Linked DNA regions of Sus scrofa: region 2 is linked to region 1. Evidence: chromatin contacts called from public Hi-C data. All regions are on one chromosome and are shown on one strand. Each heading gives the region's core, a stretch centred on a gene start, on an enhancer-like site or on the middle of the called end of the contact. The rest is flanking DNA. Distances are from core to core; before and after follow the strand shown.

What was found. Hi-C and Micro-C count contacts between places; a contact is called where the count stands out from the background.
Region 2: a Hi-C map of brain shows a contact between it and region 1, with 10 times the contacts expected there. The contact joins two enhancer-like sites. A contact is called at or near these places in 1 of 5 promoter capture datasets (fetal liver) and 1 of 47 Hi-C or Micro-C datasets (brain).

Annotation. Positions count from the first base shown.
Region 1 is chr6:29,588,070-29,591,151 of Sscrofa11.1, reverse strand. The region is part of intron 2 of GNAO1 (guanine nucleotide-binding protein G(o) subunit alpha); the gene reads left to right. Among named protein-coding and RNA genes, the nearest start is that of GNAO1, 3.3 kb to the left of the region's middle. Within about 2 kb of position 1,596, at least 25 of the 83 cell types and tissues checked have an H3K27ac peak or open chromatin away from gene starts, as enhancers often do. A contact at or near this core is called in brain, where this site is marked.
Region 2 is chr6:29,794,955-29,798,036 of Sscrofa11.1, reverse strand. No RefSeq gene overlaps it. Among named protein-coding and RNA genes, the nearest start is that of CES5A, 46 kb to the left of the region's middle. Within about 2 kb of position 1,581, at least 8 of the 83 cell types and tissues checked have an H3K27ac peak or open chromatin away from gene starts, as enhancers often do. A contact at or near this core is called in brain, where this site is marked.

The DNA of each region.
Region 1 (3,082 bases), core at 347-2,846:
TTGGCTTGATTATGATCATTACTGTTGATTGTGGGATGTTTCTTGTGTATTCCTGCTTCCATTTCTGTCTCTGTTTCATTCTGTCTCTATTTCTCTCTTCTCCTTCCTCCACTCCCCATTTCACATTCATAATCCTACCCCCCTGCCCTTCTCCTGGGCAGTGATTTTTTGAACTTGGCTAAAACATGGAGGGGACCCAGCCCTAGGCTGGGGTGGAGGATCAGGTGTCTGCTGTTCAATGATCTGGTGCTGAATTAGAGGCTGTGGTTTCTGGGAAACCCCCTGCCTCCCAAATAGGAGGAAGGTTAGGGGAAGGGGCTTTTGGTAGGGGAGGGGGTGGGTTTCCAAATGGTTGTAACTGGCACAGCTGTATCCAAGGTAGAATTGGAAGGAGGACTCTGGTTGTGAGGTTGAATGCCTGTCGCTTGCTGCTTCGCCACTTCCCCCCCCCCACCCTCCCAGCGTTTGCTCTCCTGACACTGGCAGTTTTTGTTCATTCTGTGGCCTTTATCAGTGTATTTATTTACACTCTGCATAGGCTATGTTCCATATAATCTACCCACAATGCGGATTTCAGGCCCCACTTGCCCCACTTGCCTGCCACCCCCTCTGCCTTAGATATCAGTTTCCCCTCCTAATTAGGTGGGGGTGGATTTGAGTGATGGTTGAAAATTAACAAAATGGGATATTCCTTCTCTGCCACACTTTCTCAATAAGGAGCCTCGCCCCTCCTTCCTACTCTCAAGCTTCTTGCCCCATCCACTCCTGATTAGCAGTTGCTGGTGAGCCCACAGGCAGCTTTGCTTGGGGAGGGGGAGGCCTTAGGAAAAAGGTGCGTGCCCTTGGGCCTTCTAGCTCTGCTGCTTCCGTTGGCTTGTCACGGAGGAGTTCGTTAGGACCGTTTAGCGAGGATTCCATGTCGCTTTGCTGTGACACCTTCGTGCACACACGGCCCCTAATTAGGGGTTGCTGTGCAGTAAACAAAAATGATTATTTTTTCAATTTGACAGAATAGCCGAAGTAATTGCAACCCGTAGGAAAACAATGGAAAATAAAAACCCTTTCAAGGAAAGGTGGGTGGGAACGGAGCATGTTGCGGTTTCAAAACCAAGATGCAAAAAAATCTTGCATGTGTAACAGGCATGACAAGCGGGTTCTAGGCGGCGCCATGATGGTAGGGAGTAGAGACTCGGAGACAATTTCTCCCGTCTGCTTGACATGTTCTTATTTTTGTTCGAGAGCTCCCTGGGGCTTTCTTTGCATAGGCCCCTCGGCTTGCCGCACCCCTCTGAGCCAACGGTAATTTGGCCTGGGGCTTCTCTGGAGCTTGTGCATCCTAAATGGATGGGGAGGTGGGGCCTGGGGAATTGCTCTTTGCCACAAGGTGCATGTTGTATCTGCCTGAAGCCCTGTAAATGCAAGCAGCGCCACCCCTTCTCCCCCAAAGGGGGTCGTTTCAAAACTTCAGAACTCTGTAATCTACAGTGGCCGGCTTGGAGCCTGGTGGAAGCCCAAGCCACCGGCGCTGGGTGAGGTTTCAGGCGTTGCGAGTGGTGGACAGCGCCCAGCCGAGGTTGAAAAAGTCGTTGGGGCTCAGCTCGCTGACGCTCGGCTCGGCTCGGCGCAGGCCGGGCGCGGGACTCGGAGGGACTCGGCACTGTTCGGAGCCGAGCCGCGGCCCTGGCGGAGAGAGCCGAACCTTTTCGAAGGGTGCCGGAGGCATTCGGAAGTGCTCGGGTGACGGAGGCGGGGAGGGAAAGAGGGGGTGTGCTAAAGTCTGGAAATTAACTTTGCATCTGCCGAAGCAACTCCTTACCTGCTTTTCCTGAACAAGCCTCATAAATTAGGTTGATTTAATAAGAAGTTTAAAAATATATACTGAATCCCCCAAAGGGTACCTTGGCTATTTTATTCAAAGGAGAGCTAAGCTCTCCAAGGAGTTAGGTAGGTGTGCCATTTTAGAATGAAAATTCCTAATTATGTACTGGGGCAGGAAATCTTAAAAGAAGGCTGTATTTAGACTTCCCCGGAAAAGTCTTATGCGTCTCATTTGGTTACACTGAGGAGGGAGGGAAAAAACGCAAGCATTAGATGTTTCAGACTTTTCTCTTTGCCCTGAACTTCCCCCTCTACTGACCCCACAGGATGCCTTATTTGGAGAAAAATATCAGGCAAAATTGAGATTTTGTAGGTAAAACTGTTATTATGTTTTTAAAGATACACCAATTCTCTTTAGGAAATGGCTAAGTTTGTGAAAAGGTCAGTCAGAAGATTTCTGGCCCATGTAAATTTTGCCACAAGGGACCCTGCCACCCTGTCCTCCTGAAGCATTCATGAGTGGCAGCTTTTTGTGTGAGCCCTCCAGTTTGGCATGAAATAAATCAGATCAGGGCCTTGTGCCAAGTTGGATGCAAGACTTCTTATATTAACCACAAAATGTGGGATTGGTATCATTGTATCCTAGTGACAAATTCTTTTGAGTTCTCCCTTGCAGAGGTGATTTTCCAGATCGCCATTTGGCTGAGAGTCACTTGAGTCAGGAAAAGTGTACTGTGGGTGGGGCTGGCCCTGAAAATCTAGGTGGCATTTACAGAATGTAGTTTTGCACTTGCTGGGGCCATATAATTGGTGACCAACCTATCAGACCATACTGTTGATTTAACAGGATGTTGTTTTATATCACCTGGGCAGATGAAATTAGGGTGTTCTCTGTGTGTGATGCCCTGTGAGGACTGGAATTTCCTAATGAGAACTGGGGTTTAATAGCTCAGCCTGTTGCCTTGGGAGGAAGAATATTGATACTGAGACATCTCCAGTCCCTTTTAAATCAGCATTTCCAGAAAAGCAAGGAGCTATAATACTTAGTAATTAATTTGTTTTAACATTAAAACAAAATATCAACACCCATAGCAGCCTAGAAACATTGCAGGGAGACTGACCTTTGAAATTCTTTTGTTTGATATACATTGCAGTGGGAAGCTTGCATCCACTAAGAAATGTCACAGATTAGGTTGTCGTTTTAAAAGCCTGATTCTTATTACTTAATAAAAACTTTCATTTGAACCTAGCTTGCTAGGTTTTT
Region 2 (3,082 bases), core at 332-2,831, 210 kb before region 1:
AAAGATTGGATTATTTTATGGAGGAGGAAACCAGGAGAGGATTAGAGTGAGGGATTGACTCCCAAGAGTATAGAGTGTGTGCCAGAGTGAGGATCTGGTGATAGGATTCCATGTCCGGTACTCCTTATGTAATGCCTTGCTTTTCAATCTCTGTTCTCCCTCACTCTTAAGCATTGTAGAGATGCCCGTGGGCAAGGAGAGTGGTGACTTCCACAACTCTCACCACTTTCATCCCTTATTCTGACTAAGACTTCATTTCCAAAGTAAGAATTACTGATATTACAGATGTTAAAACAAACATAAATGTAAGGGGCTCCCTCTTCCTTGGTAGTCTTTGTAGTATGACTTGCAAGACACTAACATCTGCTTTTTCACTCTGGGCTAAAACAGTGCAGCCTCCAGGCACCAGCTATTACATCAAAGTGTGTGAAACAGAAAGACCAGCTGGAGAGGAAAAGTCTTTAACCATGGTTCTGATGTCAGCCCAGTCACCCTCTCCCCTGAGTCTTGGTTTCCCCATGTTTAATATAAGATAGCTGGACTAGATAAATTCTAAGATACTATACTAGGATCCAGAGCTGGAGAGGTAGTATTTATTTTATCCTAAACCTTCCCATATGAGCAGTATAGGTCCAGATAGCCCACCTGAGGACTCTGATTCCAGAGAAAAATATCATAAGTCATTAAGCTCAAAGGGACCCCCACCCTCCACCCCTGTATCTGAGACCTCCAGGATAAATCAATTCCCATTACTTTGTACAAGAAGATTTCAAAGGGCCTGAGAGCTTCTATATGTCACTTCCGGCCCAAGAAACTGGTATTGTGAACCTTTGAGTTGAAGTCCTAGGTCTATTAATAGCTGACAAAGCAAGGCCTCTCTGCTGTATGGACTTGTTGCTTCACCCATAAAATGGCCCCTGCCTACCTCCCTGGATAATTGAGAAGAAAGATCTAAGGAAGTAAAATGAAAGGACATACTTTGAGCAGAATAAAACTTCCTATCAAGATAAGAGGATCTTATATTTGGGGGAGGGAAGCCAGAGCCATCTCACCTTCTAAACCCATGTGGTCTAGAAGCAGCCTTTTTTTCCCTGTGCCTGTGCAGTGCCATTCAGACCACTAGATGGCAGTAGCCATCACTTGCAGATTCAGAAAGAAGGGTGTGGGAGAGCCAGGGGGCTGCCAGCTTTAAGAAAACTAGGCCAAAGCAGGCTTGTTACATCACTTCTAATGGAAGCAGCCAGTTCAGTCTGGATTTTTCTTTATTGCAGGCAACAATGCAGGGAAACTTCCTGGTTCCTGTGCATTTCAATGCTAATTATTTGGGCTGAAATCAGTCTTTATCTCCTAAGGAAAGGTCCTAGAGTCTCTGCTCCCCCTCCCCTGGGTGCTGGCCTTTTTCCTCCAAGGCCTCTTGTCCCCTTCTCTATCTGCCCCATGCCCCACTCTCAGCCCATACTTGAACTGCATTTCTTATTCTGCCTTTAAATCTCAATTTAGTTCGTCAAGCACTCAAGCACTCATGTTTACTTGTAGCTGAAGCCACACTGAATAAGGGCAACCTAGGCCCTGTTCCAAAGGAAAAAAGGAGAGCTACAGACTGCTTGAGTTCAAGTCTCCCTTTGCCCCTCACTTGTTAAATGCATGATTTTGAACAAAGTCATTTAAATTCTGTTCTTCACTTTTCTTATTTTAAAATCAGGTTAATAATAGTCTTTTTTAAAATCATTAATCCTGGTTATTCTGGTTCTTGGAATAGGGCCTGGCACATTTTAGATAATAATAATGAAGTATTGAGTACATTATCTGATTTAATGCCCATATCATTAGCTCAGAGAAGTTAAACAATTTGCCCAAGGGTGCACAGCAACTCAGAAGTAAAGGCAGGATTCAAACCAGATTTTGTCTGACTCCAGCTCTGCCTTCTGCTGCTCTTAAAAAGAGAAAACAAGCAGCCAAATATAGGAAAAGGAGAGATGGGTGAAACAACAGACTACACTGTCAGTCCCAGGCTGCCTACAAATCACCAATCCTGAATGGGGCTATTCAGGTCTCAGAGATCTTGTCTGGATTAACTCTGGCACTCACTGCAGCTTTGAGAACTGGGGCAAGACCCCTCCTTGGGCTGAAATTTTTTCATCTATATAGCAAGGCAGCTTGACAGAACACTTTTCTGCTTGTGCCTAGTTGTCAGAATTACCTGGGGTCCTTCTTAAGGGCATGGGGTTTGGATCCCACTTCAGAGATACTAAAACAGAATCTCCAGGGGAGGGAATCTGAACGTCCATGTTTTTAACAAGTGACTCATGATTCACAGGACAAGGAAAGTTAGAGAAAAAAAAAAAAATCCTAGGTCCAGATGATCTTAGGAGTTCTCCCAGATTTGTCCATATGGATTCACTATTACTCATCTGGACCCCTGATCTGCCACCATGAACACAGCAGACCCTCTCCTGTTCCCCTATCATCCACCCCCCTAAGCATCCCACCCTGCATAGATCTGATCACTCCTTCCTTCCTGTAAGGCCTTCTCAAGGGAGCTGAAGCTGTATAAATAATAAATGGAATTTACAGTAGCATTTTGAATTCACTTAAGCACTAGAAACACAGTTGCAGTAAAGTCTCCTTAAAAATCATCTATTCCTTGGGTAAGAAAGAACAAAGATAGCTTCTCTCTTGACTTTCCTGACATGCAAATCAGGATATCTTGACAACACTTGATTCTAAATGCCACAATGTCCTTTGGAAAGTATTGTTTCCACTGCCAGAATAGCAGTGCCCTAGTCTGATATACCCAGGAGTCCTATGCCAGACCACATTTTAGGCCAAGGGCAGGGTTACTGGCCCTGTGTCTGGTAGAAGGCCTCGTGGAAAGACTGAGATAGAAGCTCCAAGGCATCAAGCCAACCCCAGCCTCATAAAACTGGCTTCTCCGATAAATTCCTTCAATCATTGCTCTCCTGTTTGCAGTCCTCAAATGGTATAGTTAAGCATTATTGGCTTCTTGTTTTTCCTCTTTTCTGCTACAGTCCCTATGTCAGTCCGCACAAACCACTGACCCACTGACATAAAACATAGAGAA